Linked DNA regions of Mus musculus: regions 1, 3, 4 and 5 are each linked to region 2. A link is a contact called in public HiChIP or PLAC-seq and capture Hi-C data. All regions are on one chromosome and are shown on one strand. Each heading gives the region's core, a stretch centred on a gene start, on an enhancer-like site or on the middle of the called end of the contact. The rest is flanking DNA. Distances are from core to core; before and after follow the strand shown.

Region 1 (5,649 bases), core at 1,156-3,655, 990 kb after region 2:
AAAGGAGGTATTCCACAGTTTAGGGGTTGTCATGCTGCAGTCACCCTGCCCATAAACTCAGTTTACTCTGAGTGAGAAGACATGTGGACTGCAAGGTGGCTTCTCTACAAACCTGTCTCTAGAATGGCCTCTGGTGGCTACAAAATGGATGGGTATTATATGAAAGAAAGAGCAAGGAGTGAATGCTTGAAAAATCTGACTGGACTGAGCGCCCTCTAGTCACTGACTGCTATCTGATTTTCCTTCAGCACAATGCTCTACTGTATTCATTTCCTAAAACAGAAGAGCCCTTGCTGTCCAACAAGCTCCCCTGGCTCTTTGCAGAGCCAGCCTTGATTGCCTTCTGTTCAGGCTAAAGCCAGATTGAAATGAACGGATGATGAGACAAGTCTCCCAAAGGGCTGTGCTAAGGACCTCTATTAGTGTGCGGCAAAGGCATCTCAGTAGGAGGGGAATGAAGACCCTTTTGAAAATCAAAACTCATAAGACTTCAATGCAGTCACCATCTAGCACTTATAGCATCTTGTGGTCACTGTTTCTTAACTTGGAAGGGCCATGCATGGGCATCATCTTAGTCAAATTGCAAGTTTTTTAAGATGAAGCCTTCAAAGCTTGGAGGCTGGTGAATTATGGCACACAGGTCCCACTTGTGTCTGACTCCCTGTTACTGTGGTAGCACCTGCCTGGTAGCTCTTACAGGGCCCAAGTGAGTTAATCTCCACCCACAAACTGTGATAACTGAACTACAGAAGCTGCTCATGAAAAGGGGGATTGCAATTGCAGCAGCTGGCTACACTGTAGCCAAAGGCTCATCCTGTCCCCTTTTTGTGCTGAAGCCCTTGATAAAGTAGGGGTACCAGTTAGAGCTGCCATCTTTGACCCAGGTCTCAGGAGTGTACTCCCCCCACTGTCCTTGATCTCAGGCTACTTAGGCTGAGGGCTACTTGACTTCTACCTCCTAGAATTTATGGGAGCGCAAATAAGAAAAGTCACTGAAACATAAGGCATGGATCCACGACTAGTCTATTTTAAGAAATAACTTATCATAGAGAAGAGAGGAGAGTGGTGGGGAGGTTGCTTTGTACAGAGTTTCAGTTTGGGAAGGGGACATATTCACTTCTGAAAGTGACAGTGAAAATGATGATAGAAAAACAAAAATTTACTTCACACTACTGTCCATTGAAAATGGACAAGATGGTAAATTTACATGTATATATGTGTGTGTATGTATATATATATATGTGTATATATATATATATATATATAACATATATTGTATATGTTATAGATATCCTAATATACTATTTTAACTAGGTTATAAATTTATGGATCTTGTTCCTTGCATTAATTGGATCACGATTTGTGTCAGGTGGCCCACCAAACGTGCTCCATGCACTGTCCAGAAACAAAACCTTAAGACTTAAAAATAAAAAAAACAATATAAATATCAACATGCCAAATTGTATTTAAACGATGGACAGGCACAAGGGAAGCAATGTGAATGCCAATGTCTGTGCTTCAAACCATTAACCAATCCAATCTAAGCCTTTGCTCTGTGGATTCTACCCTCACCTGTCTGGTCAGCTGCATGATCCAAAACAATTAGCTTCCTGATTGTTGTTACAATTTAGTCAGGAGGCCTATATCTTGTACCCCAAGGCTGCCCTTTGTGGCCATCCCCCAGTAGAATCAAGGCCACCTTCTGACAACTTATCCTGTGGCTACTTGACTTATCCTGTGGCTATCTTGGAACCAGACCATGATAATTGGCCTGGATCCTCCAGGCTCAGTTGCTGGATGGATGGAGCTCATTTTTATGAGTAACAGTTTGAGACTCCTGGAGTTGATCCAGGAGAATCTTGCCATGAGTTACCAAGTAGGAACTCTATCCTCAAGTCCACTGATCCACTGCAGGCACCCTAGACACAGTTGTTGACCCACAGATTTATGGGGCCCTTGCTGAAGTGGTGTGTGTGGTAGGGAGGTTGAGCAAAGGAGTTCCTAGTGCAGTTTAGCAAGTGTTGTCAACTTGGCACTGCATCTCCTTCTACCAGGACCCAGAGTGCTTTGGAGTTCAGCAACACCCTAAGTACCATCCAGGAATCACACAGTGCTAAAGATTTGACCCTTCTTTCCTTCTCATCTTTTCTTCTCTCCTTATTCCCTCTTTCACACATCCACTTCTGCCATCTAGTTCTCTTTTCTTTCCTCTTTCCTTCTCTCCTGTCTCCCACCCATATCTGTCTTCCTTAATCTATTTCTTCCATCTATCTGACCCTGCCTCCTTCTCCTTTCCCATTCCACCTTCACTCTCTTCTTGCTATCTCGTTATGTGATCACAAGGAGGAGGTACCTACCGTGAAGTGAAGCTCCACTCGAAGGCTGTTGAATGATCCAGTGTTGCTTGGCTTTGAGGAAATGGGGACAGTGTCTTTTATATTTCAGTCAAAGACCCCTGGTCATGTGAGCACCTTCTCAGACTCATACCAAGAGCTTTTCATGCACTCTGGCAGGTGGGCTGCATGGGAGGGGAGGAGGTATCATAATGCCATGCCTTGGCACAGGTGAAGGCTTTATATTAAACAGTTCCATCTTGAGCCCTCTGAGGAGACCCGAGCTCTAATTAAAGAACAATGGCTGCCTTGTTCCATACCCCCCACCCCACTTCAATGTCTCAGAGACTCTCTGATTATGTCTGAGGATCACAAGGGAATAACTCTGGAGGCCGAAAGATGTTGAAAGTCACAGGCTCCCTTGCTAGGAAAAAGGCAGGCTTTGTCTTGCCTAGTCATTACGACAGTGACTCTTTAGAAGTCCCTGCTTAGACATGGGGATTTGCTTTCTCATTCCTTTATAGTTTTCTATCCAAGTTGTGGGGTACAGTCAAATGGGGGCTTTATAATTAAACTCCCTAGGTTCTACTTCCAGTCCCACTGAGCTCCATCTTGGCTTTCATGTCTGCTACATGGAGGTCATCCATGCACTTAAAAAAGCTTTAGGGGCTTTTCGGAATCTTCCCTTCTCTGCATAACTCTTTGTAGACCACTTTCCTTTCCAGTAGTGTGCCACCAGTGGTAATGAGGACTTTGTCCTTGTCTCTACAGTCATCACAGCAGGATGTTTGTGTAATCTTAGGGGGAGAGAATGGAGAAGCAAGTGTTTACAGAGGTATTTATCCCATCTCACATATGCTATCACATTTGACACAGATCAAGTCAGCCTGGCCATGAATCCTCTGAGGTTGAGGCTCTTGAAGGAGCAGAACTAGTCAGATGGCTGTGTCAGGGTCAGTGGAGTCTTCCCAGAAGACTCCACATTGAAGGGCTTCTCCACATAAGAAGTTGTCCTTGTGTGTTAGAACTTCTGTCTGTATTGGCCATTAGGTCACTCAGATGCACTGAGGGTCGGAGCTATATTTGCTTAAGTCGTATTCAACAAACGCAGATGAGCTACTGTCTCTAAAGCTGTCAAGTCAGTGGGACACAGGTCTCAAAACAGCCAAACTGATCCTCTGTGGATCTCAAGAACATTGCTACTAAATGATGTGAAGGCATTAACAATCTACCTAGGAGGGAAGTTCTAGACATTTGCAGAGGAATAGAAGATTTTTCTCCCATAGCTTGTAAAAGAATGTTATGGTTTAAATATGAACTTAGCCTGTAAAAGGATGTTATGGTTTCAGTATGAACTGTGCTCCACCATAGGCAAATGTGGTGAGTACTTGGTCCCCAACTAGTGACACTATTTTCAAGAAACTTTGGGAAGTAGGACCTAGCTAGAGAAAGACTAGTAAATTACTACCAGACAGATCTTGTTCCTGGCTCTTTGACTGTCTGTCTGTCTGTCTGTCTGTCTGTCTCTCCTTCCATTCGTACCTCCTTATCTCTCTTTCTTACTCTGCTTTCAGTTGGCCATGGGACAAGAACCCCTCTCTGCCATGTGCTTCCAATGTGCCAATCGCAGGGGTGGGGCAAGCAAAGTTTAAATCTTCAGAAACCAGGTGCTGAAACAAATTGTTCCTACTTGAGATTTTCTATCAGGTAATTTTTCCACAAGGAGGTAAACATATCTAACAGAAAGAATGTATTTTAGAATCTGTTATTGACACTCTTGTTCAAAGGATTCTTTTCATTGGGTAATGTCTTGCCCATTAAAAGATTGCCCATGCACCTATTGGATGCCTGTGGTAATCCCCACCAGACCCTCTAAACAACATAACTAGACATCTCCATAATGCTAAATATTGTCTAGAGCTATAACTTTCTATTTTCTTCTGGTAGAATAGAGTGAAAACTGAGTTTCCCTAGAAACACAGACAGAAGACAGAGTTGTTCTCAGTAAGAGTTTAATGACAGATTCCACTATGAAAGCAGCTGAATTCTTTACTCACACGAGCCCAGAACTACACTTTGCAGAAAGAGAAAAATACATGCAATTATATAGAGACATGCTCTGGGACTGAGATGTGCTCTCTCTCTCTCTCTCTCTCTCTCTCTCTCTCTCTCTCTCTCTCTCTCTCTCTTCCTACTACTTTCCTTTTACTTCTCTTCCACTCTTTCTCTTGCCAATATAGATTTTCCTTTGTGTCATGGAGTATATAGAAAAGCTCCTTTTCCTTCCAGGAAGAGTGTAGTTTAAGTCCAGGTAATCACATAATCTACTTGGTATCTGGGGCATACAAATTTTCCATCTACTTTACCTAATTAGATAAGCACTGGTAGCCATATATCCATGAATTAGAATCCCAGTTCTTTGTCATCTCCTGAGGCTTGTTACTCTTCTTCCATATCACATAAGTCAAGATATACTTGTTTTAAGTCTTTCTTAGGCTCTGGGAGACCAGCAGACTCAACCACTGGGCAAGCAGTTTGCATGTGGACTTTGTGTGTTTTCCACCATTGTTCACTCAGAAGGTATGATTGTAGAGAACTGGTCCCATATGGACCTCTGAGCTCTTGTCTAAATACACTATCAGATCCCAACACAAGCTTCTGAAGTACTCCATATTTGAGCTTTGTCAAAGTATAGTCATGGCTGGTTAGTAGTCTCAATAAGGAGAGTAGTTGAGTCCACATGGGCTCTCCTCAAGAAAACAGCCTTGCATGTAGGCTTGAGCTACCAACCTATCCTAGGTGATAAGTGGCTTTCTGGAGACCTTTGGCCATCCTTTTATTGTCAGATAATTCCACCAGAGAACAAGGAGACAGTCTAAAAGCTGAATAGAAAGTCTGTTTTGCCAGATTGCAACTGCATGTGAAATTTGCCCAAATCATGTAGCCCTGAGACTTATCTTTCTCTGCCTTTTATGCATAAAAACTATACCTTGGTCACACACTTCAGTTACCAACAACAGTTAGTGAGGAAACTACAGAAGTCAAAGAGCAAGGTTAGTATATTTAAAGTCTTCCACAGAGCCTAGCCTGGGTCTTTAATGAATTAGAACTTGACTCCCATTTTGGCAGGTAGTGGGAGTCTACATTGCTGTAAGGTCAGAATGGTGTCTCTAACATGGTGTCAGTTGTGCTAAGGTCTCAGGGCCTGTTACTCTTTCCTCCCCAAAGCCCTTAATTGATATGAACTTTGTCCATTAAAAAAATGGCCCAGCCAAATTAACTTAAACACACTAAAAGGAACATCCTTTTTACTCCA
Region 2 (5,541 bases), core at 2,531-5,030:
AAAGGAGGAGAGAAGCAGGAGACAAATGAGGAGGATACAAGAGGGAGGGGCAAAAGAAGAAAGCAATGATTTGCTGACATTGAAACATAGTAAAGAAAAGGAAGAAAAGAACAGGGGTGCTTGGGAGAAAGTAGATTTACATGCTAGGGGTTCAGACATCTGTGTCCACAGAATTTGAAGTGCACAGCTTATACACTGTATAATATTATACAATCCCAGGCAAAGGCCTTAAGGCCTTCTTCAAGGGACACTCTACTATGCGTCAAATATTAAAAGCTTGGGATATTTTCCAGAGAATAGTCACCATTGCCTATGGTGCAGAAAAGTTCACCCACCCAGCTCTCAGCAGGGCTCTTATCTCCCTGTTTCCTGCCCAATGATCCCAGCTACATGCTTTAGATACTCTTAGCTTTTCCTGGAGGAGACACTTTGAAGAGCACAGTCAACCAACTAACCAGATAAGCAGCCGCAGCAAATAGACACAGCCAACATGAAAGGAAAAAGACCCCCAATCCAATTAAACCCCAGAAGGCAATGATGGGAAAAGCTTTCTATTGGGGCTAGTGATCTGCAGATCATCAGTCATTTGCAGTGGGATTGCCCACTATACATGACTAGAAGAGTTTTAACATCAATCCAATACAACAAGAGTAAGCAGAGATGTTGAGAGCAGGACAGATGCATACAAAACGGCCCCTAGCCAAGCACCTCACAGTTGCTTTCTTCCAAAATTGAGTCTGTTGATGTTTCCCTCTGTAAACGAGAAGCCCCCACACCCACTCTCCCTGCTAAGTACCAGATATTTGTTAAACAAAGTGTCAGGCCATTAATTATCAATTGGTTTTAGTGAATTTAAACAACAGATTCTTTGTCTACCTTCCCAGCCAGAGACAACGTGAACTTTGTTCACATAAGCACATTCATATTTAATGAGGGAGAGGAAAAGGGAGAAAGGAGAGTGACAGAGTTGGAGACTTCATCTAAGTATTTCATTAAAGACATCTACATTGAAGCGTCTCTTTTAATTAATAAAAACTTATATTCTTTGCCAAGAGTCTGCCATCCTGAAATTCCTGAGACCTATTTATTTATGTATTTATTTATTCAGAGATCAGGGGCTGGGCACTGTAATCAGAGACAAAACCACGGTAGATCCCCAAGGGCACTAACATTACCCAAATAAAATCCCTGTCATAGGATTGAGAACGATGGGGAGGACCTATTGGAGGGCACCCAGCACTGCAATTCCATGTTTAGCAAAGATGAAATCCATTCAGAAACAAGCCAAGCAGAAAGCCAAGTGAAGAAACCCTTACAGCAATCTGCTGTGAGTTAGCAAAGCGCCACAGCTCAAATCTAGGCAGTTCTCCTCTTCTGTGTGTCCTGTAGACTTTGGGTGTCAGTGGAAAGGCTTATGTTAGAGGACAATTACCAGCCAGAGTAGAAGAGTAAAGTTAGCCGTTTTGTTTCAGTTATTATGAGCCTTGACTCCCCCCCCCAGCCCCCCCGAGACGCACAAAGCCTAAGTAAGCTAAGGAAGCAAACTTACAAGAATGCCCCCTCCCCAGCTCTCTAGAAGTTATTTCTAAACAACCCATGGGAGTGGAGCTGAAAAGCAAGTGCAAGCAGGAGTTACCTGGTTGATGGAAAAGACCGCTAGCCTGGGTATGAGTACTTGAAGGGTGACTTGCAGCAAAGATGTGCCCAGGCCGGCCAAGATGGCCCAGGTGAGAGGCAGGGGAAGCATGCTGTAGGTGGCGAAGAGTGTAAAAAGCACGTAGCCTATGCCGTCGCCCAGAAGCCCATAGCCCAGGCCTGCTGCCAGAATCTGGGTGGTCATAGCCACCCAAGTGACCACGCCGCTGTATTGCAGGTAAGTGTGGGAGGTGTTGTCCTTCCTGACCACCACGAGGGCGCAGATCACCACCTCGATGCCAGTGAAAAAGCCTAGCAGGATGCCCTTGAGAGGGTCCATTGGAGCCGAGGCCAGGCTCAAGTGCAGGACTAAAAGGGTGAGTTTGGTTAGTACATCCAACACGTTCATCACTACCTCCGATTTGCGCCTCTGGCCCAGGAAATAGCGTTGGTAGAGGCGCTCCAGATCCCGAGACTTGAAGGAGTTGCGTAGGGTTGGAAAAATGACCCCTCGGTAGCTGTATCCTCCATTGAGGAAGAAATCCGAGTTACTTGGGGCACAGTCAAGGTGTAGGAAGCCCAAGTCGCCCCCGCCCCCGCTGCCACTGGCACTGCCGCTCCCGCTGCGTTCCGGAAAGACTTTGGTGCCACCGGTGTTGTGCGCTCGCTCTCCGGGGCCCAGAGAATAGAGAGGCAGCACCGAGTCGCTAGACAGCTGCGGCGCGTGGTGATTGGGTCCACTGCCCGCAGGGTTCGAGGCTTTGCGGGAGACCCCGCCGCCGCCGCCGCCTCGGTGCCCGTGGATGAAGCGCTGCTCCGTGATGTGCCGCACCGCCGTCTGCCACAGCAGCCGCTGCGGCCGAGAGCCGCTCCCGTCGTCGCCGGCCGGGGGCGTCGGTTGGATGGTGTAGAGTTCCTCGCTGCCACTAAGGCAGTGCACATCCGAGAGCTCCATGGCTTGGGTCCGCGGGGAGGGAGGCACAGACACTGGTTGTGTCAGTTGGTGATAGGGGTTCCTAAAGACCCAAAGGCCGCTTGGCAGCGATCCCTTCTTTCCTAAGCTGTTCGACTGCAGGAGCCCTGAGCAGGGCCCCCACAGGTCAAGTCATAGTGAGCCCAGGAGCAAGGTGTTCCTGGTAGAATGCAGCGGACCCCTGTGTACTGGCAAGCCACCTTCCCGCCAATCAGCTCAGCTTGGATACGCAGTGAAAGTGGTGGCTGTTTGTCCGCGAAATCCTCAGCGCTCTGAGCCACGCTGTCCCTTTCTGCGCTCCAGCCCCCTGGCTGTCTCTAAGCTCAGCGTCTTGGCGCAGTCTTCCTTCTCCAAGAGGCGCCTGGGCGCCGCGCTTCTGCTGCGCGTCGGGCGGGTCCTGGCTGCGGCACTGGACTCTGGACGCCCACGTCTCGGCGGCTGCAGAAAGGCTGGCCAAGGGTAACCGATGGCTAGGATGGGTGCTAAGTTAGCAGCTGTGGCGGCAATCATCGCCCTTCGGATAACTCCATTGCGCCGGCATGGGGAGCCGGGGCGGAGCTGGAGGCGGGCGCGATGAGGCAGGAGGTGTGGGTGATGGTGAGGCGGCAGGGCGCCCCGCGGGAGGGCAGGAGAAAGGTGGTAGCCTTAGCACTAACAAGTCACCAAACAGTTAATTTGGAGGTGTGCTGAATGAAGCTCTCTCTTCGGTTCCTTCCTCATTGTGGCCACTTCCAGAGCAAATACTGGCAGCGCGGGTTCTGGACTGATGCATTCCTCAAGGAAGATCGTGGCGCTGCTAGCCCCAGGGTCCCAGCCTCCGCTACAGGACTAAGTCACCGCTGCTAGTAGCGATTCTGATGGGTCGCAGCACACAATTCCCATTCCCTTCACTTCGCTCTTTGGAGTCCATTGGGCCTGCCAGACCCCAGGGGGTGTGAGGAAAGCACAAGTGGGAAGGGTAATAAAGCCAACAGCTGAGTTCGAAGAGAAGCCACAGGAGCGGATTCCTGAGCCTGAGAAACGAGCCTTGGCGGGTGAGGCGGCAGGCGAAAGGTTTGAGCGAGAAGAGGCTCCAGGCCGAGTGGAAGTCGATGAGACGCCTCCGGATCCAGGGAAGCGCGGGGCTACTTGGGCGCTCGGAACCGCGCAGCGGGACCGGAGCCTGGGAGGAATTTGGAGACCTGTCAGAGCGGTCAGACACCCGCGGCGACTTAAACCCGCCCCCGCGCCAAACCACGCCCCCGGAACCCAGGATGGGGGTGGGGGAGGGGTGGGGGCTGGGACACGGAGGCACCCAGATCTGCACAGGACGCCCCAGGTCTTGAAGGGCCGCACCGGTGGGTCGAGCGAGCGCGGGCTGCTGGAGCCCCGAGCCTGGCAGCTCTGCGGTGGAGCGCTCCAGCTGGCCGCGCCCGCTGGTTCCTCCGCGGTTCTTTTTTAAGCACTGGCTCCTGCCCTTGGCAGGTGCAGAGCCAGGATCGTAGGCCGCTTTGCCCACGAACTCTTTGAGACCAGAGACGCGCACTAGAGGGGCTCATTTCCGCCCTCCCCACTCGAGAGCGATGTAGTGTGTGTGTGTGTGTGTGTGTGTGTGTGTGTGTGTGTGTGTGTATTTAATGCCAACTTTCAGATTAAAACTAAAATCCTCTCAAGAAGCCACTCTCATAGCGGTGGGCAGCCTTTTACTTTTCTCTGCTCCCGGGGTCTGGGTAGTAGAGGGTATTAGGATGGGGGCGTGGTCTGCATATTTCGAATACTAAATTTGACTGGGCTGTCAAGAAAGGTGCGAAGGAGGACCTTCGGAAAGGCATTTCCAGGGGCCTCCTGGAGGCAGCATTCCTGCCTGCCTAGGTATGTTGAGGGTCGCGGTCAAAACCCAAGTTGCCCCGCAGCGGTTCTTGCATCAGCATCCAATCCAGCGGGGTCCTTGGAGTCTGGCTTTTCAGGGATCTGGTAGCAGTACCAGTCTGGAGCCCCATTCTGCAGGTGGTGGAAATCAACACCTCTGCCACAGCGACTGCGGCTGCAGCCAGTGAAGCTCGGGCCCTGAACACAGTCAGCTGATGGTCAATGACGTCAGGCTCTGGGCGCTTTCGCAACCCCGCGGCGTCCCATGAAAGCCTAAATGACCTGGCCAAGCGGTCTCCAGGACACTATTCCCAACCCCCACCCCACCCTATCTCCCCCGACCCCAACCCCGAGAAGGCGATTTTTTATGCCTTCTTCTAGTGCAAACTCCTAGCTCCTTTTGGTCCTAAGCAAAAACAGCTTTCCCTGAGGATCCAGAGCGCCCTCCTCCCATCCACACCAAACCATTCTCAGGGTTATTTGTAGCGACTGTGCCCCAGAAACCTGTGTTTTGACTCCTCTTTCCAAGTCTTATAGGTCACCTGCCTCGCATAGAGCATCCAGAAAGAACAGGGGAAAGTCCTTTAAGGTGTTATCATTCCTCACCAGCATTTCTGGAATTTGGTGCACTCAAGAGAGAAGGAACTCGATTAAACGATGGATTTTGAATAGAAAGAAAGCTGATTCTATTTTAAGTTCAGCTTGTGAACATATTAATTTGTTAACTGATCCTTAAGGGTCTGGTTGACCCTTGGGAGCTAGAAATTAAGAGCAAAGCATTAAAAACAAACAAACAAACAAACAAACAAACAAACCAAACCCAAAACACAACAAAACTAAAACCAAAAGCCAGGTTGTTATGTAGACATTAACGAAACCAATGTATACATCATCCTGAACAGTTTATTCTACTTTTAGATTCTTGGACTCAGGCTTTCCGAAACTTCTGAAACTCTAGGGTGGCTAATCTTTTAATTTGGAGGAGGGGAGAGAAAGGGACTAAAGAGTGAAGAGTTTCCCCAAAGCTCTCTGGTCTGGACATAGAGATGGGATTGTGGCTTTTCTCTTCTTGAGGGCACCTGTGC
Region 3 (5,400 bases), core at 1,989-4,488, 640 kb after region 2:
GTGGGCTTTTTAATTTTTTTTTCATAAAATGTATACTGACACATTTTCCCTCCATACACTTCCCTCAGTACTCCACATACCAAATTTCTCCCCTAGATCCATGCCTCCTCTGTGTCCTTTTTGAAAAGAGCAAGCTTCCCGGTGATATTGAAGGAACACAGAATAACAAGATGCAATAAGGATAGGAACAAATCCTGATATAAAGGCTGGATTCAACAACCCAGTAAGGGGGGGGGGGATAAAGGTCCCAAGATCAAGCAAAAGGGTCATAGACATCTCCTGCTCCCACTGTTAGCAGTTGAACAAAACTCCCAAACTAACCAACCACATGATGTATACAAAGTCCCTAGCACAGACCCATACAGGAACCATAATTGCCAGTTCAGTCTCTGTGAGCGTCTCTGAGCCCAGCTTAGTTGATGTATGTGGGCTGTGTACTCATAATGTCCCAGACCCCTCTGGATCCTACAACCCTTCCTCCCCATCTTCCATGAGATTCCCCAAGCTTCACCTAATATTTGGATGTTGGTCTCCACATCTGCTCCTATCAGCTGCTGGATGAAGCCTCTCTGATGTTGATTGGTCTAGGCACTGATCTATGAGTATAGCAGAATGTCCTTAGGAATACATTCATTAATTTTTTTCGGTCAGTCAAGTTTGGTTCTACTGTAGGTCGGTGAGCAAGTTTTCAGTTTCTGGCCATCCAGGCATTTTTAGGCATGGGCCCCTTCTCTTGGCCTGAACTTCAAGTTAATCCAGTCATTGGAAGACCATTAGCCTACTTGTGAAATTTTGTGTCAGCAGCCCTTGAATCTCACCACTGCAATGGCTGCCACGGTATCAACTTAGTGATTTGGGCCAAATAGCGTTATCAAGTTATGTTGGCTGGTTTTATGTCAACTTGATATAATCAAAAGTCATCGGAGAGGAGGAAACATCAATTAAAATATGTCTCATAGAATGAATTTGGCAGTGTTCCTTCTGTTTCTAATTTTTTTAAATAGTTTGAGGGGTACTGTTATTAGCTCTTCTTTGAAAGCCTGGTAGAATTCTGTGCTAAAACCAACTGACCCTGGGCTTGTTTTGGTTGGGAAACTTTTAATGACTGCTTCTAATTCCTTGGGGTTATAGGGCTGTTTGATAGTTTACCTCATCTTGATTTAATTTGGATAAGTGGTAACTGTCTAGAAAAATCATCCAAATCATTTAGATTTTCCAGTTTTGTGGAGTACAGGCTTCTGAAGTAAGACATAATGATATTTTAAATTTTCTCAGTTTCTTTTGTTTCTGATTTTGTTAATTTGGATACGTCTCTCTGTCACTTAGTTTCGCTAAGGATTTGTCTGGCTGGCTGATTTTCTCAAAGAACCAGCTCGTGGTTTTGTTGATTCTTTTTATTGTTTCTAATTATTACAGTCCTGAGTTTGACTATATCCCACCACCTACTACTCTTGGGTATGTTTTCTTCTTTTTGTTCTAAGACCTTCAGGTATGCTGTTAAGGCCCAAGAGAGGATGCTAGAATTTCACTTAGAAAAGAGAATAAAATAGTTATGGGAGGCAGAGGGAGGGAGGGAACTGGATGGGAAAAGGGATGAGGAGGTCAAGGGGCATCAGGATCAGGTGTAGGGAAAGACCAGAGAAAAGGCCAGAAGGCCAGGAGAATGAACCTGGGGTAGGGGAGGTTCCCAGGAGTCAATGCAGGTAGCCTTAGGTAAGATGCGTAAGATATGGAATCAGAAAAACCCACTTCTTATAGCCAAGGGAACCACAGTGAAGGAATAGGGACATGAACCCACCCACTAAACTTTTAACCCAAAATGTGTCCTGTCGACAAGAAACGCAGGGACCAAGATGGAGCAGAGACTGGAGGAATGGTCAACGACTAACCTGCCCAACTTGAGACGTATCTCATGGGCAAGCACCAATCCCTGACACTATTAATCATACTCTGTTATGCTTCCAGATAGTAGCCTAGCATAACTGTATTCTGAGAGGCTCTACCCAGCAGCTGACTGAAACAGGTGCAGATACCCCACAGTTAAATGCTGAAAGTAGGTTGTAGAATCTTATGAAACAGTTAAGGGGAAGGGGAATCTACAGGAAGACCAACAGAGTAAACTAATCTGGACTCCTGGGAACTCTCAGAGACTGAACCACCAACCAAAGAGCACAAAGGGGGTGGACTGTGACCCCCAGAACCTATGTAGCAGATGTGAAGCTCAGTCTCCATGTGGGTCCCCAAACAACTGGAGCTTAGTTGTCCCTAAAGCAGTTGCCTGCCTATGGAATCCATTCCCCCAACAGGAATGACCTCAGTGGGAGAAAATGTGTGGGGGTGGAAAGGAATCCAGGGTAGGTCCGAACTTCTCAGAAGAGAAGAGGAGAGGGCAGGGAATGGGCTCTGTGAGAGGGCACTATGAAGGGTACCATATGGAATGTTTTTAAATGCCTCCAATATTGGGCTGTAAGCTGGCCTAGAAGGCATTTTCTTAATTAGTGATTAATGGGGGAAGATCCAGACCATTGTGGGTGCTGCCATCCCTTGGCTAGTGGTCCTGGACTCTATAATAAAGAAGGCAGAGTAAACCATGATGCATGATATATAAGCCAGTAAGCAGTACAACTCCATGGCCTCTATACCAGCTCCTGTCTCTAGGCTCCTGCTCTGCATGAGTTCCTGCCCTGACTTTCTTTGATGAAAAGGAGATACAGAAGTATAAGCCAAATAAATCCCTTCCTTCTCAACTTATTTTGGGTCATGGTATTTTGCTTTAGTGATAGAAACCCTAAGACACAGGTCCAGCCATTGTGTTGTTCAAATGTGAGACAAAACAGGAGTAAGTTCATTGGGTATAAATATAGTAGCCTAGAGTTAGAGCCAGTCCTTGGGTACAGCCAAAAGAGCAATATGCTCTCTAGTGCCAAGAAAGTGTGGCTTCAGTGTTGTATATTCAGTTTTATGAATAAGAAAATTCAAGGCCGTAGGAGGTGAAATTCCTCAGCTATGGTTGCACTGCAAGCTAGATGTAGTAGTACTGGGGAGGGGGAGGGCTGATTCCTGAGTCAGGCTCTCCACATCACACGAGGAATGCCAAGTTCTATTTCTCTCACATTCAAAAATGGTCTAAGAGCTGAGGCAGTGAAGACAACCTGTTAGGAACCGGGGCAAAGCAGCCTGCTGCAGAGAGCGAAGGTTGGAAACCCTTTGTAAAGTCACTGAGTCAGCATCCCTCAGATGAGCAGCAGAAACACAGGGAGGGGCTATGACCAGGGGCCTCCTTGGTTGATTTGCTGCAGGTGAAGAGCAGATAGCGCTCTCCCATTAATTTTAATGGCAGCTGAGTTTAAAAGGATTTATGACCAAAGAGTATAAAGAATGATTTGAGTTACAACTTGGCCAGGTCATGTTTAGAGGCAAGAGTAGAATGTTTCATTTTCCAGACTACTGACTTTCCTTTTAACTCTCCTTCCCTGAAAACATAAATAAAAGAGAGACAATGAAAAATGATCCTGACTTTCTTCATGGTTGAACCTATTTGGAATGAAAAGAATAAAAGCTTAACAGTTCAAGAACAAAACCTGAGAAGGCTTGAACAGTATCAAAGGAAGAGTTCTAAAGTGGGTCATCTGCCCTCAACTTACGACAGTGCTCTGGAAGAAGCTTCTACAATACGGACCTCTATTTTCTCATCCATAAAAGAACATTACACTGTTATGATCCCGGAGGAAATCTTATGTCACAATGTCCCTGAATTCAAAACCATAGGTCAACTCTCCCAAGCTCTGTGACCTTGAGCTGATCTCTCCACCTCTATATTCCTTTGGTTTCCATGAGTTTATATATCTTTTCAAGGGACCCAGAAAGGAAGGGGCAGGGCCCAGTCCTCCATCTACAAAAGCCACTTAGTAAGACACTAGGTCAAAACAAACAAAAGACTGCTTAGAATCTCCCAGTAGGTTGCTTGCAAATGGGCAATTGACTTCAGAGTGGTGACCCCACCAATAAGAGAAATGCATTCCATTGATTGGAAGATAGTACACTCTCACATTAGTCAGTTCACAACTAGCTAAGAAAAACCTAGATGGTTGGAAGAGCAAGGAATTGTGGGTGGTTGTCCTCTAATACAGAACCGGCTTAGTTCCTTGTGAAAAAAATAATGCCTGTGGCTATCATTGAATGCATTTTAAAGAAAATCAACTTGACTATGAGTTTCACCCCATGACAGATGCATGGTTTCAGACTTCCTACCTTCTCATCCCTATTCATTTACTAACAGAGGACACTTGGAAGCTTACTCAACTTGACTACGACTCATTTACTAATATTTAAAGTGGAAACAATAACAGTCTACTTCATACACACACACACGTGTGTGTGTGTGTGTGTATATATATATATATATATATATATATATATATATATATATATGATGTTCCTTATGTGAAGAAGCATAAAACTTAATGTCTAGAATGTGTGACAGAAAATTACATTCATTATCAGTATTTTATGAGCGAGTCCCCCAGAGCCCTTAAGTACATATGCTTAATTTTCATTTATCATGTAGAAGGATGGCTAAGGACCTCCTATTCCACTGTCAAACTCACTATGGATCTCAGCTTGTCATCCAGTGTACTTCCTTTAAGTTCAAATCAAAATCCTCTTTTTCAAGGGAGATAAGCCTATAGCTTTAAGTTTTTTTTTTAAATTCTATTAATTCAGAGGCTCTTAATGCACTTCCTTTGAATGCAATGATAATGATTCCCATAGGTTGAGTACCCTTCCTTAGAATGAAGATCTCAAGTGTCTTTGGGAAAATGAGCCAATCTCTGTGATAAAAGTCGTAGACTCTGTGTGATGAATATTAGTTTCTCTAGCATTCTTGGCTCAAGGATTGTTTTATCATAGTGATCTATGGAGACAAGTGAAAATGTGGAGGGATGTTTGCATGCAATACAAAGATGCCCCTATTACCCTTTTCTACATTGGTAGAAACTTGGAAATAATGCAAAATTTTGGGCAATAATAAATTAGCATAGCCACATGGTAATTAACAGTGCAGTCAAATGCAACAGGGCCAACTCACTAAATTCTTTGCAGTGCAGCCAAACCCATATACTCATTCAGTCTTCCAGACACACTTGTGTTTGTTAATGCTAATTTTATGGGAGATAAAATATGCTTGATTCTGAGAACGTACTATAAAGCAACACACAGCAATCCTTGCCCTTACGTTCATTGTTTCTAACAAAGTATCTAAGAAAGTACTACAAATGTATGCAATTATTAATAAAAGGGAGTATGGCAAGGGTTTTAGCTCAAAATCATTTTTTAAATGGTATGTTTGAGATCTTAAAGTTGGAAACTCTCACTATCTGTTTTAGCATGCACAGCTCATTT
Region 4 (5,536 bases), core at 2,711-5,210, 860 kb after region 2:
TGTCGCTTACTAAAGCATTACTGAACCACAAATATTAATGATCTTTTTGTCAGTCATCTCTGCATTTTTCAGAGCAAGCCATGTGGCTGATATTTATCATGCACAGCTCCAGAACATTTAACAGGTGATGAACACCTGGGTTTCCTGCACATCCTACCCATACCATAGATACAATGGACTCCTTTACCATAAACCTATGTACGGGCTCTCCTAACAAAAACTTTCAGGACATATGCCAAGGAGAATAAAGATTCGGTTTTGAGCATTCTTAATTGCATTAAATACTCATAGGAGTTTGGAAGAAAGAACAAAAGTTTCCTAGAATAAAGGATGCAGAAAAGCAAGGTTTTGAAAGGCCTCTACATTCCAGGAGTAAGTGAAGAGAAAGAATTTTGATGCTGAGCTATAATGAGTTTTAAGCAAGGCATAGGTATCATTATATTTGCATATTAGACAGTGTGCTCTGCCTCCTCCATAGCCTGACAAAAACATAGCCTCAAATACCCATGGCTCACACATCAACAAAATTCGTCCTTTCATGAAGGGAGATCTAAAAGTCCACCCAATGTTTGGCACACCTACCCTTTTCCTGGACAAGAGATGAACACTGCTGTGATGGATGGGAAAGCCTAGATCTCAAGTCCTACTTGCTGAGATTGGCTCAGAGATGATGGGTGGGGGAAAGCATTTGTAAGCAGAAACAAGAAAGCAGCCTGGGAGAGGTCAGTCATTTGTTCTTAATTCATATAGCTCAAGAATTGGTGAAGGATTCATTGCTTAGAGCAGTATGAGATAAGGAGATACACAGGCATTCTTTGAATCCATTTTTAAAAGCCAAAACACTGCTTGCTATATGGGAGAAGGGCTACCCAAATCTTATGTGCATTCACTAAGAAAAAGGTATGAAACTCCAAATGTTATGAAACTCTGTCTCCTGTCTTTCAGCTGTCCTTGTTCAGAATCCTTGGTTGCTGATTTCACTTTTGGCAACAATACAAAACCCAAAAGACCAAGGGGACAAAAAGACAAAGATATTATGTGCCAGACTCTCTCAATGCTTTGGTATCTTTTTTTGGTAATGTAAGTAGAGATGTCTGCTTTTGGGAATCATACCTGCCTTCTAGGGCACAGTGTCCTCTGGGTCTCTCTCTCTCTCTCTCTCTCTCTCTCTCTCTCTCTCTTTCTGTCCTCTGTTTCTCTGTGTGTGACTTTGCTGTCTCCACATCCTTCTTCAGAGGACTCTCTCCAACTTCTACATTTAGCAGCTTCTGTCTCTGGGACAATAATTTCCAAATTTTCCTTCCTGAGTTCTTTAGAATGGGAATTTACAATCTGGTATATCCAGCTGGCTTCAGCCCTTTTAACTTGGATGTCTCTCCTGGATGACTCTTTAAGCTCAATATAGCCAAGATAAGCTCCCATCCTCTCCTTGTATTGCTCTAAGACAGCATTCCTTTCCAAATTTTCCTTTGCTCCCCTGGCACCACGAGCTTCCTTGTTCCAACCTTGGAGTTATGTAACTAACAGATGCTTCTTTATTGCTTCCTATTCAGCAGCCAACGAATCCCAGGGATTCTTTTTCAGAGTCAAGATTTGGCTCTTTCTTTTTCTACAGCTAAGCAGTGCTAAGCACCCAAAAGTTGTTTCTGCACCAGTATTGATGCCTCCTAAGTGGCTGCTTACCACCAAGATTTCTCTACCAGGCAGCCAGTCTACGCCTCAGTCCTCTGTTACTGATAACTTGATACTATTTCTCCAATAATGAGCATAGAATAGTTTGTTAAGTAATGAATCCAGAGCTTGAACACAAAGTTGCTTATTAACTCCTTCTTTTTTACCTTCACTGTTTTTGTGCACTTGAATAAATAGAACCATACTTTCTTATCTAGAGGGATTATTCCAGGATCTCCCTTGAATACAGAATTGCTTAGATTTAAAGTGCCTTATACAAGACACCACTGCATTTGCATATAGCATACATGCATCTTTCCTAATACTTTAAAATTATCTCTAGATTAATTATAAAAAGTACAATGTAAATGCTATGTGAACAGTTGTCATATTATATTATTTAGGAAAAATAAGGAATACAACTCTTTGCTCTCATCACAGATAAAAATGGTGGTTTTTCTCTTATACATTTTCAATTTAACCTTGGTTAAGTCTGAGAATATGAAACTAGAAGAGCCAACAGTGTGTAGAATTATTGAATTAATGGGTTCTGGATCACCACTATCTGCCAGGCAAGAATACGGGTGTTACAATGTACATTTGTATTCCTACTTATAAGTATGGACATTTTTCTATTCCTTTAAAACTAGGTATCCCAGTGGCAGAATATCATTGCTTGCAACAGTATCATTAATATTACAAGGGTAAAACCTGACAGTATAGGCATACAAAGGTAGTGAAAGTCTCGGGGAGACAAGTGAGACGAGGAAATAATTTAGAGGTCACACTTCACTGGAGCTTAAGTTATTTTTTCTGTTACTATGATAAATTTTCTGATATAAGCAACTTAAGAGAGAAAGTGTTTATTTTGTTTGGCTGATTTTTAGTACAGGATCTCACTGTGTAGCCCTAGCTGGCCTGAGACTTTATATACAGATCCAACTTGTCCTTAAACTCACAGAGAGCTGCCTGCTCTGGCTGGAACCAAAGGCACACCCCACCATATTGAATCTCATAGAAAGGGCTTCTTCTGGTTCACAGTTCAAGGTTGCAGTCAGTTCTGGTGAAGATGTAGCAGCAGTGGACTGTACTGCTGGGAAGCCGAGTGCTCTGTGTGTTCTGCTGCTGAGCTGTCTCTTGGCACTTATGCTGTCCAGGTCTTCCCACCTCAATTAACCTAATCAAGATAATCCTCACGGGCATGCCCAGAGGCCTGCATCCCCGGTAATTCCAGATTCTGTCAGATTGACGACTCTACGATCACAGAACCTGTTTAAGTATGGGCTTCATCCTTGCTGGTTTGTCCTTCCCTGTCAGCAAGGGACAAGTCTCACATCTCTTACGTGTACTTCCCTTCACTCGTTTCTATGACTCACTCGAGAAATTGCTTCTATTCTCCACACCCCCCCCCCTTCCTCCAAGGCCTTTGCTAATTCAAATTCTGTTTTATTCCAAGTTGACTCAAAGAGTAATTGCCCTCAGGCCTTCCTGGTTACTTCATCTTCTTTATCTCCTCCTCTTCAGACTTCACAATCTTATTTCTTAAGCAGAAAGTTGGCACTACGCTCCAGGGTATAGGTCTGCAAACCAAAGTGTATAGTTACATCATCCCATATGCTATCCAGCAGCATTAGCTCAGGACTTAGTAATATACTCATTACTAATTCTATAGCAGAATTCCATGTCTCTTAAATGAGCCACTTTGGAAACACAGTATTGGACTTCTGGACATTGCTTTTATTTCTCTAAAGGGGCTGTGGCCAGAGTATGGTGTCTGGCCAATGTTATGTGTACTGCCCACATTAGAGATGCCCTGGCTCTAGGGTTGACCCAGATTTGTGATTCCCAATAGACCCATCAAGTAGAATATTAATGATACCCAGAGCTAAGAACAGGGTTAGCCAAGTGTTCAGAACTTGTTCGAAAGAAGAAGACCAAGTCCTGAGGACTGTCTCACTTTGAAAGTTACGGGAAGCCCCAGGAGAAATGACATTTTCTTCTGTCCTCAGAGAAAATGCTCAACTATCACCCCAGATAACCCAAGTGCATTTCAAAAGCATTGGGCTTTCCGACACAAATCTGGCAGTTAAATAGATCCGAACGGGAGCCTGGGGAAAGTCACTACACTCAAGACTATTGGCCTTACCCTCACAGTCCTAAAGTGACCTTGGAGTTAAAACAGCCAGCCTTCCTGCTGCCCACTCTGCAGGTAAGGGCCAAGCCAAGCAGTCACCGCTTGGGGGCCGAGCTTAGCGCTTGGGGGCGGAGCCTCCCAGCGGCAACGCGCTGACGTCACGGGCGTGGGTCGGCCCACCGCGTCGTCGACGGGGCGCGGATCACGGCCGGTGGTCGCTGTACCCGGTCGGCGTCCGCTCTCTCGGCAATTCGTCCTCCGCCCCGACGAGGCGTCCGTGGCCGGGCTTCCGCAGTCATGCTGCGGTCGGCGCGGCTCGCGCTTCCCCTCTGAGTCCCGGGACGGCGGCGAGCGCGGCGAACTCGGGTCGCCATGCCTACCCGTGAGTGTCGGGCCAGGCCGGGCGGGCGGGCAGCGCCTCCAGGAAGCGCCGGTCCGCCCTGAGTTAGTTTCGCTTAGACTTCAGCGTCCCGTGGGCGGGGAGCGCGGGATCTCTGTGCACCCTCGGGGAAACTGAGGCGGGAGCGTTACGGGAACTGACGGCGGCCCGCGGTGACGGCGCGGTAACGGAGACCAGTGCGACCCGGGAAGCCCGGGCTGGTCCACTCGCCGCGCGGGCCCACTCGACTGTGGCCCCAAGGTCGAGGCCTGTGCTGCCTTAGTTTGAGGGACTTAGGTCCGAGGGACAGGCTGCAGCCCTCCCTGCGGCCAGAGGCCGGGCTGCCCCGAAGTGTGTCAGTCTGACTACTTCTTGGCTGACTTGGACGCGGTTTTGGCTTGCCCGCCTGCGGTGGGACCCGGGCTCCACTCATAGCAAGCATCCCGGCTGTCCCAGAGGGACGATAGGTTTCGAGATGACCCCGGTAGTCGAGGCTTTGAGAGAGAGACACTGTACTACAAGGTACTACACAGTTGCTAAGAGTGACCCAGATACTCACGCTGAGGCTTTAAATCATGTGGCTCACATTGATTACGTGCTAACTGGGTGGCTGATGCTGGTTATGGGTTTTTGAGGGTCTTTGCAAGTAGTGCTCTTGTAAGTGTGTCTTGCCATAGAATCTTTAAAGACTTGTGAATGTTTTTCTCGGAATTCCTAACTAGCCCTGCATGGTTTCTGTAGACATAAGTACGGGATTTCTAGGCAGCTTCAAATGCACAATTTCTTCTAGTGTTGGGTAAAGATTTCTTTCTGAATACTAGAATGGTTTGCCTCATAGCTGTGTCAAACCTTTCATCATAATGTAAAGGTCACTTTGACCCCTCAAATACCAAGTGTGTTTTATTTTGTTTGCACGTTATTCTGTGTTTCTTACTTTACATTTCTGCTTGATTCCTCCAGCCTGGAGGTATATTCTCTGCCTATCTTGTTCATGATCATTATTGCCAGTTTTATTATTCCTTACACTCATGTTCTATTATTTGACTATTTGGAATTAGCACCGTGCCAATCTTCTGGGAAACGAAAGGGGAGAAAGATAAAGGACATCAAAAGATGAGACTGCATATGGACTGTCTTGGTAAAATTCCCATTAAAATTCTGCAAAATCATCGAGCTTTTAGTTATGTGCTAGCATTTAGTTTCCTAGAGAGGATGCTGATAGTTACATTTTTAGGATGTTTGATTTATTTACTGTGTCCAGTGAGTTTTGGATGAACTTCGGTGTCAGATTGCTCACCGTGAGTAGGAGGTCAAGAGAAATGATCATGACTTATCTGTCAATTTGTTGCTGT
Region 5 (5,208 bases), core at 757-3,256, 930 kb after region 2:
TTCTCTCGCCACCTAAACCCAGGTTGTGGTCTGCTGGCCGGACACAACACGTACTCTTTCTTAGAGGGAATCTTAGATAAGGGATATTACTATTTTTGTCAGTTTTTGTATGTTGAATGAAAAGTCATAAATTATATGTTCTTTTATATTTAATTTTTTTCAATTTAGTTGTGTTTTGATGAAATTCATCTTAAGTGTTTTGGTGACACCATACATATTATATTATATGTGGTGTAAGATGATCCAAATTATGCATTTGTTGACTGATATTTGGGTTTGTTCCTCTTAGGATACCACTAGTAATTCTGCTGCAACTATGCTTGCTCGTGCATTATGCTGTACAGTTCCGTTTCTCCATGGCGTCCCATACTGGGGATTCCTGAGTAATAGTTTTAAATGATGCAGAGGCTCTAGAGAACACCAATTTGCTTTGTGCCGTCATTGCTGTTCTGTGTACTACATTGTTAACATACAAAATGACCTTTTCTGTATCTTTCAGAATGGGCAACAGCTATACAGGCACATATATCTGGGCTGCAAAGAGGAGGACAATGTTCAGAAAAACTATGAGCTTCTTTATACATCTCTGGCGCTGATAACTATTGAGCTCGCCAATGAAGAGGTGGTTATTGACCTCATTCGACTGGCCATTGCTTTACAGGTATGCTTTCATAACATTCCACTGAAGAAAAGTTCTTTTTAGTGAAATAAATATCACTTATAGGAAAGTATGATTATTTATGAACCTGATTTTTGATTAGCAAGGTTTTTGGTTATAGATTCAATTACAGTGAATATAAGCTGTGTACTAAAGTCATTTAAAACCTTTCAGCACTTGATGAAAAAGTCTTTGTACTTAACTTCCGGTCTACTGGAAAGGATAGTTTTTAATAATTGTTATGTATTTGTAATTTTTAAATTATCTCTTAATTTATTTTATGTATATGAGTGTTCTATCTGCATGTACACCCTCATGTCAGAAGAGGACATCAGATCCCATTACAGATGGTTGTGAGCCACCATGTGGTTGCTGGGAATTGAACTCCCGACCTCTGGAAGAGCAGCCAGTGCTCTTAACCATTGAACCATCTCTCCAGCCCAGCAAGTGGCACTGTTTAGTTGGATTTGAGTCTTACGTAATAAAGGGGCAGCATGTAGTGCATTTGCACAGCCACCATGTGTTAATGTCAGCTATCTAGACTATCTTCAGTGTCCCAGTGGAATCACTGAGGGGATGATGCAGTGTGAGAACTTGATCTTTCAAATGTGTTTGTTTTCTACTTAAGGACAGTGCAATTATCAATGAAGATAACCTGTCAATGTTTCATCGTTGTGGGATCATGGCCCTGGTTGCAGCTTATCTCAACTTTGTGAGTCAGATGATAGCCGTTCCAGCATTTTGCCAGCATGTTAGCAAGGTGAGAGATTTAGAAAAGTTCTTAAACCTAGTTTTGTATATAAACAGCTAATTTCTGAGTAGTTAAATAGATAAATGGACAGACATATGGGTGGACAGATACATGGATGGATACATACATACATAAATGGATGAATGGATGGATTGATTCTGTGAAAATATGAGGTTCTAAATCAAAAGTATGGTTAATGTTGTCATATTTGGGTTGCAACAGCTTTTAAGTTGTTGTTGTATAGAATAGAGTATTTTCCTGTTTCACGTTGAGCCATTGTGAATCTTGACATCTTCAGTTCTACTTCTTTGTTGCGTTAGAGCTAGAGGTGGATGGTTAATATGCCTCTGAATTATGTCATCTTTCAGCACCGTTTAACTTTCTTCAGTGGCCATTACAGTGACTGACATGATTTCATATCTATTTCAGAGTCCTGAGCGTAGTGTAATGGGAACATGCACCCTGAAAGCCTTGGTCGGAGAGCCTTGGTTTTTAAGAGAACTTGTAGCACATTTTGCTAAATGTAGGTTTTTGGTGCATTCTAACAGGTCATTCACTTAGAACTCATTTGCATATTTGAGGCCTGGGTATTGTTAAAGTAATCAGACCCTTTGGGGAGCCACCCTTCCCAGGGCTCTGAACTAGGAGCAACTACTGAGCCAGCACACAGGGAAAAAAGAGCTCTTGAAAAGATTTCTAAAATAAGTCTGTATTATTTTGCCACATGCTCTGTTTCTTCATAGTATGTTTAAGTAACTGTAAGGCTTTGTTTTTCACTTCGTATATTTTATTATCAGTCTTTTGATAGCTGATGATTCTTTAGTGTTATGTGAAAACAAAATGAGTATGAATGCAGAGGTAGACTTGTAGTGCTAAAAGGTATTTTTTCAGTTTTGTTCTTAGATATTCTGTAAATGTTCACTGCAATGTCATAAGAAGATTTTTTATTTTTAATTTTGCTCTGTGTTTTTTCTTGTTTTCAGGTTATTGAAACTCGAACTATGGAAGCCCCTTATTTTCTACCAGAGCATATTTTCCGAGATAAATGCATGTATGTGAATTCTTTATGTATGAAGGAGTGTAGAGAGAGAATATATAAACTAGTCTGCTTATAATGATTACAAAGGATTAATTATTGTTCTAGGTTCATTATTATCCTGATTGTCTCATTTCTGTCACTTAATCCATATAACCTTTCCCTTATGTTATAAAGTACTTGCACTCTATAGATGTAGATATACACATAGTCCTGAAAATAGCAACTTTATCCTACTTTGTAAAATGTGGTAATATATTTCTTAATTATAGCATTGTTTTGGTGTGTGTTCTCATGTAAATGAACACTTCTGTTCAATCTTGTTGTTGAAGGTTTCCAATACCATAACAACACATCCAACTACAGGACAGCAGTAAAAGCAAGTTCATGTTATCCATCTTCCTTGTGTCACACAGGGGGAAAGCTGGGCCTTGATAACACTTTGGGCTCTAAGAGCAGAGGCTCAGTACTGGAAGCACCAACATAGGCTAAAACGCCCCAGTGGGAAGAGAGCATGGGCCTCCTGTGCCTACACATGGGCTTCCTGTCCTCCGTGGCTCTGGGCTTTGCATTCACTCAGCTCCGTTTTCACTTTTTCTCCTCTATATTTTACTTAGTGTGAAAAAATAAAACCTGAGCTTAGTGTGGTCCATCCTTTAATGTTGAGTCATGTTCAGACATTAGCAGAGTGACAAGGCTAAGTTTACTAGTGATGCATGACTGAAAGACGAGTCCTGACACCAGGGATTTGCTCACTTAAAACACATGTGTTCTCTCTAATCTCTAGGGAGCTTATACTTCCATCTTTCAACGTAGAAATCCTTGCTGTCTTACCTAATCTTGTTCAGGAATCAATATTGAATGATTGTTGTTTTGATCAACTTGACAGGCTTCCGAAATCTTTAGAGAAACATGACAAAAATTTATATTTTTTGACCAACAAGATTGCGGAGTCCCTGGGTGGCAGCGGGTACAGTGTGGAGAGGCTGACAGTTCCTTATGTGCCACAGGTGACAGGTATGTCCAGTAAAGTACTGCATTAAAGATGGAGATAGGATCAATCCTTTCATACGTAGGAAAATTAAGTGTTGGTTTTATTGTTATTTTTAATCTATTATTCATTCATTTGTAAGTTTAATATGTTAATACTTCTTAAATAAGCAAAATGAAATATTTTTTAAATAACCAAGTTTCACATTTGTCATTTAAAAGACAAAAAAGCAAAAAATAAAACCATAGAAGAATTCTGTAATTTAAGGTTTTTTTTTTGTTTGTTTTTTTTTTTAAATGCATTTAAAAGATTAAATAATTTTACTTTGGATTTAGCTGTCTTTTCTTCAGGCCCAAAGCCTCATAAACCCAAGCAGAAGTACAAAGGTAACTAGCTATATAGCTCCCCCTGGTGTCGCCTGCCCGTCCTGTAGGGAAAGCACTCCCTGGATGCAGTGTTTAGAAAATGGAGCCTTGCACTGTGTATTTAGGTGCCTGTCGTTCGCTGTCGTCCTGCTCTGTCCTTATCCCGTAGAGTACTTTACCATCTTTCCTCTCCCCTGCTCCCTTAACTGCAGTTCATAGTAAAAGGTCTTGTACTTATTCTCACATGTAACCTTGCTTCTTTTATTTCCTTCTCCCTCAGAACAAGCTACATTCTCTTTCACAGTGCCTCCTTATCATGGCTCAGGAGGACTCTGAATATCTCAGGGTATAATTAGTTACATGGCTGGATAGAAATCCTAAAGTATAAATAGATGTTTTCCATTTATAAAGTTGATGTTTAAAGTTGCCTAGTGTGTGGACCTTGTATCATGTAGGAGTCTTAAGAGTGATTTTTTTTTTATGGCATACCCAGTTTTACTCAGTTATTACTTTTTTTTCTTATGAAACAGTTGTCTACTATTGATTTTAAAAATTATGAGCAGTTAAGAACAATACGGCATTAGCTCCCTTCCACACTAAGATACCGAGGTTGAAAGTAAGTAATTTGATTAGCTAGCACACTAAATTTAGCTGTCTGTGTGCTCTTTGAAGTGCTTAATAATATTATTTCACTGACTTTTAATGAGATCAAAGATTGGCAGGCATTCAGAATGATCCAAGACAGCCAGGAGCATCTTTGAGTCTCATGGCCATGAATCCAGTTCGTGCACAACTCTAGACCTGACAGCAAGATCAGTGGTAAACATTTGACTGCAAAATGATCCAAATTGCTGTTTTGATCCCCATTTCTTGGGAACATGAAAATACTAAGCTATTAGCAGAAGGTCAGGCATGCTGGCATATGCTAATAATCCCAGCACCCCGAAGGCTGCGGTAGCAGGATTGCTGCTTTGCCGTGCTTCCTAACGGAGTAGGCTCACTGTATGTCAGACAGTGAGGAAGATGGTAATGGAAGGGTGCTAAGGTTGATTACTGTCTTGAGAGATTGCAACCTCATGGGGAGGCCATGTGAACAACTCTGCAGCCCTGGAGAAATAATGATGGTCTGCCCGATACTGCTGAACCACTAGTGTCCGAGCAAGTATTGGCTGACCCTGCATTGTTTCTCAGTCAAGCTAGTGAATGCATCAGTGTGAACTGCATACCACTGTATGACGACCAGACAAGGCTCTATCTACAATAGTTAGTCGTGACTGCCCCATAATATAATTAGTGCGTAGCTCTATGCAAACAGAACCCAAAGCAAGCAAGGTAGGTAGAGGTTCTGATTTTCATAGTCAGGTTACAGTATTTCCTTCATAAGTGTGGTTTCCCCTAAATCCCAAA

Evidence for each region. HiChIP or PLAC-seq counts read pairs in DNA pulled down with a chosen protein or histone mark. Capture Hi-C pulls out chosen DNA fragments and counts their contacts.
Region 1: a contact with region 2 is called in an H3K4me3 HiChIP or PLAC-seq map of stem cell-derived neural progenitor cells, with 7 times the contacts expected there. The contact joins the promoter of Oc90 here to the promoter of Adcy8 in region 2. A contact is called at or near these places in 7 of 39 promoter capture datasets (the 3T3-L1 cell line, the HPC-7 cell line, embryonic stem cells and 3 more), 1 of 484 Hi-C or Micro-C datasets (embryonic stem cells) and 2 of 115 datasets of contacts at active chromatin or transcription factors (embryonic stem cells and stem cell-derived neural progenitor cells).
Region 3: a contact with region 2 is called in an H3K4me3 HiChIP or PLAC-seq map of neural tube, with 6 times the contacts expected there. The contact joins the enhancer-like site here to the promoter of Adcy8 in region 2. A contact is called at or near these places in 11 of 39 promoter capture datasets (3T3-L1-derived adipocytes, the C10 cell line, the HPC-7 cell line and 6 more), 2 of 484 Hi-C or Micro-C datasets (both in uterus), 7 of 115 datasets of contacts at active chromatin or transcription factors (embryonic basal ganglia, embryonic forebrain, embryonic hindbrain and 4 more) and 1 of 9 other capture datasets (embryonic stem cells).
Region 4: a contact with region 2 is called in a capture Hi-C map of embryonic stem cells, with 6 times the contacts expected there. The contact joins the promoter of Efr3a here to the promoter of Adcy8 in region 2. A contact is called at or near these places in 6 of 484 Hi-C or Micro-C datasets (cerebral cortex and embryonic stem cells), 15 of 115 datasets of contacts at active chromatin or transcription factors (SST interneurons, astrocytes, craniofacial prominence and 9 more) and 2 of 9 other capture datasets (adipose tissue and embryonic stem cells).
Region 5: a contact with region 2 is called in an H3K27ac HiChIP or PLAC-seq map of embryonic stem cells, with 12 times the contacts expected there. The contact joins the enhancer-like site here to the promoter of Adcy8 in region 2. A contact is called at or near these places in 6 of 39 promoter capture datasets (the C10 cell line, cranial neural crest, hippocampal neurons and 3 more), 7 of 484 Hi-C or Micro-C datasets (the HL-1 cell line, cardiomyocytes, embryonic stem cells and 2 more), 13 of 115 datasets of contacts at active chromatin or transcription factors (astrocytes, cardiomyocytes, embryonic forebrain and 5 more) and 3 of 9 other capture datasets (adipose tissue, embryonic stem cells and liver).

Annotation. Positions count from the first base shown.
Region 1 is chr15:65,909,882-65,915,530 of GRCm38.p6, forward strand. It overlaps Oc90 (otoconin 90), which reads right to left and starts at 2,406. Exons shown (of 15, transcript NM_010953.2): 1 at 2,358-2,406.
Region 2 is chr15:64,918,516-64,924,056 of GRCm38.p6, forward strand. Adcy8 (adenylate cyclase 8) reads right to left here and starts at 3,781. Exons shown (of 18, transcript NM_009623.2): 1 at 1,637-3,781. The coding sequence starts at 2,590.
Region 3 is chr15:65,555,028-65,560,427 of GRCm38.p6, forward strand. No RefSeq gene overlaps it. Among named protein-coding and RNA genes, the nearest start is that of Gm23907, 140 kb to the right of the region's middle. Within about 2 kb of position 3,239, at least 3 of the 459 cell types and tissues checked have an H3K27ac peak or open chromatin away from gene starts, as enhancers often do. A contact at or near this core is called in neural tube, where this site is marked.
Region 4 is chr15:65,783,060-65,788,595 of GRCm38.p6, forward strand. Efr3a (EFR3 homolog A) reads left to right here and starts at 3,961. Exons shown (of 23, transcript NM_133766.4): 1 at 3,961-4,187. The coding sequence starts at 4,178. It overlaps Gm41339 (a long non-coding RNA gene), which reads right to left and starts at 3,984. Exons shown (of 3, transcript XR_875389.2): 1 at 3,818-3,984. It overlaps Gm41338 (a long non-coding RNA gene), which reads left to right and starts at 4,538. Exons shown (of 2, transcript XR_875388.2): 1 at 4,538-5,322.
Region 5 is chr15:65,854,130-65,859,337 of GRCm38.p6, forward strand. It overlaps Efr3a (EFR3 homolog A), which reads left to right. Exons shown (of 23, transcript NM_133766.4): 15 at 500-661; 16 at 1,287-1,418; 17 at 2,393-2,460; 18 at 3,335-3,462. Among named protein-coding and RNA genes, the nearest start is that of Oc90, 56 kb to the right of the region's middle. Within about 2 kb of position 2,007, at least 3 of the 459 cell types and tissues checked have an H3K27ac peak or open chromatin away from gene starts, as enhancers often do. A contact at or near this core is called in embryonic stem cells, where this site is marked.